Linked DNA regions of Zea mays: region 2 is linked to region 1. A link is a contact called in public Hi-C data. All regions are on one chromosome and are shown on one strand. Each heading gives the region's core, a stretch centred on a gene start, on an enhancer-like site or on the middle of the called end of the contact. The rest is flanking DNA. Distances are from core to core; before and after follow the strand shown.

Region 1 (4,924 bases), core at 2,141-4,640:
CGATGGCGCTGATCAGATGAGGTAGAATGTTTGGGGAAGATGGATCAGATAACAAGTACCATGCACAGAAACTATGGAGACATCCATCCAGTAAGGTAAAAAAAAAGTCTTCACCTTGAGGATACATATCTTGAAATATGCATGATAATCACATCCAGATGGATTTCCACTCTGAGTTCACCTGTTAATGGGCGTGCTCAATGGCTAATTGACTTCGACAGCTGAGTACAGATCTTACCCAGTGATGAGAGAACAAGAAAAATAACCGCGCTAGCGAGTCTTTAAGAGCCAATGTCGACTGTCACCCAAAACGCTGTCTCTGACCTGTGCTCTGAGGACTCTAAGCTTTTATCATACTCCATAAGTGTTTTTAGCCTCTACATCAGCTTGCTAATTTTACAAGCCATTGAGGACTTTATTATAACAAAATAATTTGCAGCTATCAACCCTTCATCGTGGAATTTCTGTAACTGTAGAGTTTTCTTCTAATTGTGTCCGGCTCTCATCTTTTGTTCATAATGTCAAGGTTCCACTTTGCTAACAATGCTAGCTACAGCCTCGGTGGTGCTGTCGCATGGTTACACAAAATAGCAAAACAGTACAGTCCAAGACTGCACTCCTTGGCAAAACTGACTTCAGATTCTAGGAGCATCAGTTCTGGTGGTGTTTTGTCCAGAGGCGTTCAATCAGAGGCTCAAAACCGTCATTTCAGTTGCTCCATTGGAAGCTAGCGACAGTGAACAAAATTGTCTATAATCCTTTAACAAACCCCTCCTCCTCTTTAGCTTTGCTGTATGTTAAGCGTGTCTAGTTCTCTATAATCCAATGGATGTACGGTGTCTCTTTTATTGCGGAAGGTGGTTGGTGTTGTGGCATTGCATCTGCAAGGCTACAGCTAGTGTATAAATACCTGGGTTGAGGATGAGGGAGGTACCAAACAAGAAGGAACTGCTATCAGCTGGTTGCTACCAAGGATAACCACCAGTGGCATCTTAGCAAACGCCCCAGCCTGCATTCGATGGGCCGCCATGCGCTTGCGAAATCGGCAGCTCTGCTCCGGTAACTAGTAATCCATGTTGAACCTGCAACGACAAACCAACATTGATTAGACATGTGTTCATTCTGGTTGCTTCCACCATGATGATCTTGAATGGCTGAACAACAAGGATTGGTCTCATATTATACTGCAGAAGACTTGTATTGGCACATGCAGCACCATTTCAGCTCTTTGAAGTAACTGATTAAATTGCCATTTGCAGGGAAGTCAAGAACAAGCAAAGGACTACTAACCTTGTGAAGCGACTGGAGCCTACTGAAGTGAAGTCCCCAGAAACATCATTGTGGGTCCCACATCCAATGACAGGGATCTACTACCCCAAGGGCTTTGAATGGGTCATGGAGGATGTCCCCACAAGCGCAGCTTCATTCCAGCAGTCATACTGGTTCAGGACTGGGGAGGCAGAGCCAGCAAGCTCTACTACATCAAAGAACGATTCTGCTTCCTTTGACCATCCATTTGCTTGATGTATGAGAGGCTTTGCACTGGAAAAAAACACTGAAAGACACAGTTGTGTGTTTTCAGGAAGAAAAGAGATACAGTTGTGCAAGTCATTCACCATCATGCCAGGTCCATGGATGCTTCATGCTATGACGAAGTTACCAGTTGTTCTGATTCCCGGTATGCAGTCACAGCACCCACCAACAGATCAGAAACAACGTCCGCCTTTGTTTTGTACTTTTTCTTAACCTTCTGGTGGTTCAACTTAAAAGACCTTCCCTAAACTGTAACTTTATAGCAGCAGTTATTTTGTTTTGTTTTTAAGCTTGTCCTGAGAAAAGAAACTAATCAAAGCTTTAGTTCTCATACTGTTACAGGAGAAGCAAACATGAAAGATCATAATACTGATGGTTTCAGAAAACTTATTTTCAATAATTTTCTGCCATTTCAAATTTCAGACCAAGTCAAGATATGGTAGCTTTACAACATAAAGCACAGCAATAAATGATAGTGACGGGCCTTCAACCATGAAAAGTAAATGAATAGCATGTAGGGCAAATATTAGCGTCATTTCTTCCTAATTGAAAATTCCATCCATTAACAACTTCTGGTTACAACAGAAATGACCATAAGTGTAGCATAACATTACTAACAAAGAACTCACATGTATGTAATTAAACTGCAACTCAGCACACAGAACTCAGTCTCTGTGGATTTTGTGGTAGCAGGAATACTAGCCATAAGGATGAGACTTTTCAGCAAGCTCGGGTGAAACAACTTTTTGTGATTCATCTCCTCCAGCCTTCTTCTGAAATTCAATGCCCTGGAACTGGACTCTTGAAGATCGATACTGACAACCAAAAGCATTTCCAAAGCCCCATCCTAGTCCAAGACCAACTCCGCAGCCCCCACCTATTTTTAACAAGATGGATTTTAGAAATCTACTAGCAAGGAAATGTAAGTGAATATAGGCTTAGAAGTAGTACCAATACCCAAGCCGAACGTGTTAAGAGGCATTCCTGGGTAGAAAAGCAAACCAAAAGCATGTCATTTCTTGATCATGAATACACATTTTCATTGAATATTACTCCCCCCAATCACAAATAAGTGACATTTTGGGTTATCTAAAACGAATCATTTTAAACATTTGTTGCATATTACTAAGTAGCTTCATAAAAGTATACTTTACTATGATCATGTTGGTAATGTGATAGGAACCAATCCATATACACAATGTTGGTCCCTAGTCCCTATTTAGCAGTAAACAGATATTAAGCAACTTGGAAAGAATCGCATGGGAAAGGGAAACAACTTGGGACTGAACTGCAACCGCATGCTTGTCCTGTAAATAATTTGATAGCCATTTTACCGCCAAATACAGCCAACACGAAATCAACAACACAGAATCCAAAAAAGGATCTCGCTAGTTCAATTTGACAAGTTAAGATTTCTAATACACGCCTACACCAAAAAGAAACAAATTAATCACGCGAAAATGAGCATGCTCTCACCTCCGAACCCCCACCCGACGCCGAACCCGCAGCCGACACCGAACCCTGCACCGGATCAAACAGAAAAAAAAATGAATTCAGCAAACCAAATAAGGAGCGAGAATCAGAGAGAGCAACGTCAAGGTCTGATCTTGGCGCCTGAAATGATGGGGCCTTTGGTTCACTCACCGATCCCAATCCCGGGGCCAGTGAATGTGCTGACAACCATGGCTCCCTCCCTCCTGCTCCTTCCCCCTGTGGATGGACGAGAGAAGAAGCCAAGAAAAAGCGAACCCGACCCTGTGGCCTGCGCATTACTCCGGACTCCGGTGGTGAAGATGAGGTGACGTCAGCGACAAATCGGCCGGGCCGTATTGGGTCTACACACCGGCTGACGGGCTTTGCCGTTGCTTTGGGCTAGGTTCACCTTTCTAGCGCAACTACAAACGGAAAGGCCCCTATAGCTAAACCAGCGTCCGACTAGCGGGATAAACTTTTGGGCCCTCGGTGAGTAATACTTGACAGTTTTTCAGCTCTCGTTCATTTAATCCATATGAATTGGATATTTAATCCATATAAATTGAATGATATTAAGTCGGTTTAAATTCATAGCAAATTAAAATTTATTTTAATTTATTTTAAACCACTTTAATTTATATAGAATTATAATAACCGAACAAGGCCTAAGGACTTATTCGTTTTGATGCTTATCCATGTGGATTGACGGGATTTAGTTGGTTTAAATCTATAGTAAGTTAAAATCAGACTCAATGCCACCCAATCCACTCCAATCCACATGGATTGGGAATAACAGAACAAGACCTTATCGATTCCAAAGTCCGAATTGTTACCTAGGAACGTTATCTACTGTTAGTAGAGATGTCAATGAGTAAATAAATACCCACATAGTATTACTATCTCATACTCATACCCACTACAAAAAGATAACCTCATCGGATCACTTATATTGACTTGTGGGTATGGATTTACCCCAGAGTCACCTGTCGGGTTACCCCGTACCCAAAAAGATTCAACATATAGATATATACGGTAAGCACCATTGAACAAATATAATGAACTATAAAAAATATGAGTTATGAAACATCAAACTTAAATAAGTCGTGTGCCATAATTAAGCATCGCGCCATTTGATTTCTAACATTATAGATACATGAGGCTGCAAAAATCAAATTGCATGGCTAGGATTGTGCTTAGGTCTTTAGAAATATTATCTAATTACATAGTTGCACAAGAAACAACTATAAAATCTGCTTGGAAACTATACTTACACAATTGATTATAGTGCTGGGAAAAAAACCATAACCGAAACCCAAAACCGGAATACCCAAACCCAAATTACTCAAAACCCGAATTTTGTTCAAGAATTGTGAATGGTAATTTGTAAAACTCAAACTTATTTCAAGTAATTCGGATATTACAATCGGGTACCCGAATTACGCAGACTTTCATGTGTTATGTACTCATGTCATTGTTAATTATCAAATTGTGCATATATAATTATGTGTAAATGTGTATGAACTTGTAAACTTGTAATTGTAGATTGTTTGTGTTTTTACATGCATGTATATCATTATTCAAACTGTGTTTTGTACTAATTCAATAGGGTGTATATGTTTTATGAAGCTGACACAATATTTCAGGTAGTTCGGGAATACTCAAACCCAAAACTCCGGGTACCTGATTTTTTGGGTAATATAAAATCCACTGTAATTTCGGGTACATATTCTCAAAACCTGAATTTTAAATTACTCGAATTACCCCGACCTGAAACTTTCGAGTAACCCGAATGCTCACCCCTAATTGATTGGATGGTGTTAGGATCAGGATGAGCAGGGGTACGATAATCTATGGACTATGCCTGGCTGTATGTGGAATTCTATAGTAGAAAGAGATTATATAGCTAGGGTTTCATTTA
Region 2 (4,689 bases), core at 338-2,837, 170 kb after region 1:
CAGTACATCAGTTTCTTCAAGGCATCAATGGTGTGAGGAATGGGGGAGGAGAAACGGAAGAAATGAAGTCCATAACGCAAGAAACGGTCACACGGTCACGCGGGTGGACAGCGCGCTGCTCGCGCGCGGGCGTCGGCTCGGGTGCTCGCTCGACCGCGGCGTCGGGCGTTCGGCTGCTGTGCAGGGCGACATCGCGCGCGGGGCAGTGTGCAGGGGCCGGTGTGGCTCGCGCGGCATGGCCAGGGAGCGCGTGCGGCGCGTAGGGCGGAGCTCGCGCGGTGCCGCGGCTCGGCGGCGGGGCGCTGGTGTGCGCGCGTAAGAGAGAAGCAGAGAGAGGAGAGAGGAGCGGCGAGGGAGAGAGAGATTAGGGGAGAGAGAGAATAGAGGAGAAAGGGGAGTAGTAGAGGGAGGCGGCGGCGGCTGCTGGCAGCCAGCAGCGCGCGTGCTCGGTTTAGGGTTTGGGGCATGGGCCCCAAGTGGGTCGGCTGTAGGTTTAGTTTTTTTTTTAATTCTAAAATGCTTGTTTAAAGAGCTCAAAAATTCATAAAAAATTTACCAAAAATATTTATAAATAGAATACTTGTTTTTAGACTAATAATTACTATATTACTTAATTATTATTTAATTACTAGGATTTCTTTTTAAAAGGAAGTTAATAACAATCATCTGATAATCAATCAAGCGATAATCAATCAAGCGCATGCAAAGAAAACTGATCCAAAAATGCAAATAAATAATTAATCACTAAAAAATTATGATTACCATATTTTACTAATTTTATTATTTTTAGTTGATGGGTTTTTTGGTGTTACAATGGTCCAAATAACGATAGGTGAGGATAGAACGTTCTAATATCAGTTTACCTATTTGGTAAAGATTTTTACCCAATAAAAGACTCATAGGTTGAGTATTTAGCTCACGTATATACCCTATCTAGTCTAGCGATTATGATTTTACCCTTCGTTTGGAAAACGTAGCTCTGCCATATCTTTGCATCGTTATGTGCGGTTAACGATATTAAATTTTATGTGAAAAGATAAAAATATCCATGCAATTTATTGCGATTTTACCTCTCGTCAGAGTATGTAATTGTGATTTTACCTTATTAGAGTTGCGACATACAGAATAGGAAGGTAGTTTGGACCTTTCACCCACTTTTTTCACATTTTTTGTTTTTAATTACTAATTCTATTTTTCATTAACGACCCTGAGGGGAAGGGGTAAACGATAATTTTGTTTTTAAAATGGAGGGATAAAAATATAAAGTTGAAAAATATGAGGTAAAATCATAATTGCTGGCCAACTAAGGCCATAATCAAAATTGTCCCTATTCATTTATATCATATCTCATAAAATTGACAGTGCATATATTCAAATTCGAATTTAATTAAAATAAAATTATTATCAGATATAGCCCGTATTCTATTTCCACACTACCTACCGTTGTCTCCCACGTCGAAAGGCGGATAAGGTTTTCAAACGCACGCGATTGCGGAGATCTCGGCCGCCCGATCCGCCACTCCTCCATCCGACGGCAGGTACGTCCCCGGCCGGCCTACTACCCGGCGACCTCGGTCGCCCATGGCCACCGCGAAACCTTATCCCCAGAACCACACGGATAAACCCTAGCTGCGCGAGCCCCCCGGCGATGTCGGTGGCCATCCGCTCCGGCGAGCTCCTTGCGTGCCCCGTCGCACTCCGGCGGGCGCCCTTGGCTGTGTCTGTGGTGTCGGTGCGGATGAGGGCTAGGGGCGCCGTGGCTGTGCGGGCGGAGGCAACGGCCGAGGGGGTAGGGAAAGAGGGGAAGAAGGCGGCGGGGAAGAAGAAGCCGGCGAGCGGGATCACCAAGCCGAAGCCCATCTCTACAGAGCTGCGGGAGTTCGTCGGCGGCGCGGCGGAGCTGCCCCGGACTGAGGCCATCAAGCTGGTATGGGCGCACATCAAGGGCAACAACCTCCAGGTTCGATCCCCGCCCCTCGCTATCTATCGCTGTAGGTGCTTTCGTGCTCCTAGTGTGTGCAGAAACGTGACTGTGCTATTAAGATTTAGGGGCTGTTCCTTACTTGCCACATGCCACAGTTTGCCACGCCTTAAGGTTAAGTAAGTTTGACCAAGTTAGGCATGTGTTTGGTTTGAAGCCACAGTTGTGGCAAGATTTTTCTCCTGCTACGTAGGTGTCACTCGTGTAAGATTCTCTTAGGCGTGGCAAACTTTGACGTAGAATTTGAGCGCCTAACCTCAGACATCTTAGGCAAGTGTGTCATAAAGTTGTGTGATAATTTTTGGCACCATAGTTATAGAACCAAACAGCCCCTTAGTGCGTCTTGGTTATCAATATTGTGGCTGCAATGTGTTCGGTTCTCTGATTTGATTGAGTCCGATCGGTAGCTGAAGTTATCTGGGTCTGACAATTGTGTCGCAGTTTGGTTGTTTTCTGTTGACGCCTTTTCGGAGCGCCAAACACTCAACAAGAACCGGCGGCGGTGCTCTCTGGTCAGGCGCGGACGGTCCGCGGCACAGGGCCGGACGGTCCGCGACCTGGCGCAGGGGCAAAGGTTCCCTGCCTGACGGCCGGACGGTCCGCGCCCTAGGGCCGGACGGTCCGCGCGTGCGCAGGGGGCGGCGAAGGTCACCGGCGGCGCCTGAATCTCGCTCCCGGGAGGGACCCCGTCGGGGAGGAGAGATCCTAGGTGGTGTCTAGGCTCGGACAGACCGACCTAGACTCCTCTAATCGACGTGGAGTCGAAGAGAGGCGGAGAATTTGGGGATTGGAAGGCTAAACTAGGGCTAAACTAGAACTAGACTAGAACTACTCCTAATGCGTAAAGTAAATACGAGTAATAGACTTGATTTGATCGATTGTTGGGGGGTTCAATCGGCCGTAGCCCTTCATCTATATAAAGGGGGAGGTCTGGATCCGTTTCCAACTGTTTCCCGAGTTAATCCCGCGGTTTTAGGTAACAAATCCCGCGAGAAACTAGGAACCCTAACTGACTCTGCGCGCGCGCGGACCGTCCGCGCCGCCACCGCGGACCGTCCGGCCTCAGGGCCGGACCGTCTGCAAGGCTCATTTTAGCCTCCAACATTTTATTTTCCCTAATATTTAAGTACACTGATGACTGATGTTTGTTGCTGGAACTGCACAATGGATGGAGGATATGTAAGTTTATTGGAGGAAGAAGGCTATGCGCATAGCATAAATATATGTGCCATTGCTGTAATTACTAATATGTATGTTGTATGTCTAGTTTTGTTTTGTTTACATTACTTTTGTGGATGACCGGGCTGATAAAGTTTATCCAGAATCCAGATATTCTAAATGCTGTGTTTTGATGGCAGCATTTTCATTTCCTGGTTGGCAATGCTTCTTCTTGTCTGTCTGTCTATGAGAAATTAGTGGCGTCTGTGGTGGATACTGTATAGTTTGTTGGACCGCCATTGTAAAAACCATGCAATTCTAGGTCCCGTCAGAGCCAACTATCTTAAGTTTGACTAGGTTTATAGGAAATATTATCAACATGTACAATTCCAAAGAGATGTGCAATAAAAGTACATTTCATGATGAATCTATTGCTACATATTTAGTATCATAAGTATTATAATCTTTTTATATAAATGTGTTCAACTTCAGATTGTATCATTTAGCACTACTCTAAAATTGCATCTTTTCTGGGAGGGAGTTGCATCCCTTCTTGGGTGGAGGTAGTACCAATTTACCATGCTTCTCGCCATGGGCCACATTGTACTTTTTTTGGCTGTATCCTCATCAGATCCCAGCAGACCACCAAGTGTAAAGAAAAAATGTAGCAGCTACAGTAAAAAGGCTGCAAAAAATAGCGCAGCCTAACACAGCAACAGTACTTTATCTGCCTGTGTTCTCCTCTGAAGTAGTGAAGATAGGCTTTGGATCCTTAACCACAGGTAGGTCATTGATCTGCGCCCCTGTGTAACTGTTTAGGATCTGTTCACATGCTGTAATTAACTGAACATGGTGGGGGCAGAGTGTGAAAGTTATACACGGTATATATGTATGTGTGGATACACTTCAGTATCCACAAATATTAGTATCAGACAGACATGGCTAGTGATTCTCTCTCAACCATAAACAGACCTGGTCCTTGTTGGGTGTAAATTGTTGACGGGTGCCCCATCAAAAAGCCAAATGTAATGGCAGGCCTACAATCATAGATGACCCTGAAGCAATAGTATAGATATGTGGACCACGAACACAACATCCTTTTGTTGCCATGGCTAACCAGTACCTCACTTTGAATTCTGAATATCAATAATCTGTTCCCTGAAAATCTGTGTTGTCAGGCAATTAGAATTATTTACCATCTATCGAGGATCTAACTTTTGAGTTCCGTGCTAATTTCTTATAACCCAAGGCGATGCTTTGAGATACAATTTACTGCATGATGCCATAATATAACCAGAACCAGTAATATAATTAACTGTCCAGCTAGCTCTGTCTTGTGCGCATGCTGTTTCTTATGAGATACGGCTCTCGTGTCTCAGCCATTATTAGGTGCATCCTTGTCGTAGCACTTATTGTAGGATTGTGGAATTTTGTGGCCAAGCAGCTGATCATCCTCTTTGTTATCTGGAAGCACAGGATCCAAACAACAAGAAGATAATAATCTGCGATGAGAAACTGAAGAAGATATTCGGAGGGCGTGACCGCGTTGG

Evidence for each region. Hi-C and Micro-C count contacts between places; a contact is called where the count stands out from the background.
Region 2: a contact with region 1 is called in a Hi-C map of tassel, with 6 times the contacts expected there. The contact joins the promoter of LOC100275998 here to the promoter of LOC100275072 in region 1. A contact is called at or near these places in 11 of 25 Hi-C or Micro-C datasets (bundle sheath, ear, endosperm and 5 more).

What each region holds. Positions count from the first base shown.
Region 1 is chr6:30,367,164-30,372,087 of Zm-B73-REFERENCE-NAM-5.0, forward strand. It overlaps LOC100275072, which reads right to left and starts at 3,391. Exons shown (of 4, transcript NM_001149261.1): 1 at 3,178-3,391; 2 at 3,010-3,054; 3 at 2,485-2,517; 4 at 2,069-2,410. The coding sequence starts at 3,217. The coding sequence ends at 2,232.
Region 2 is chr6:30,541,666-30,546,354 of Zm-B73-REFERENCE-NAM-5.0, forward strand. It overlaps LOC100275998, which reads left to right and starts at 1,588. Exons shown (of 2, transcript NM_001149896.1): 1 at 1,588-1,960; 2 at 4,616-4,689. The coding sequence starts at 1,649.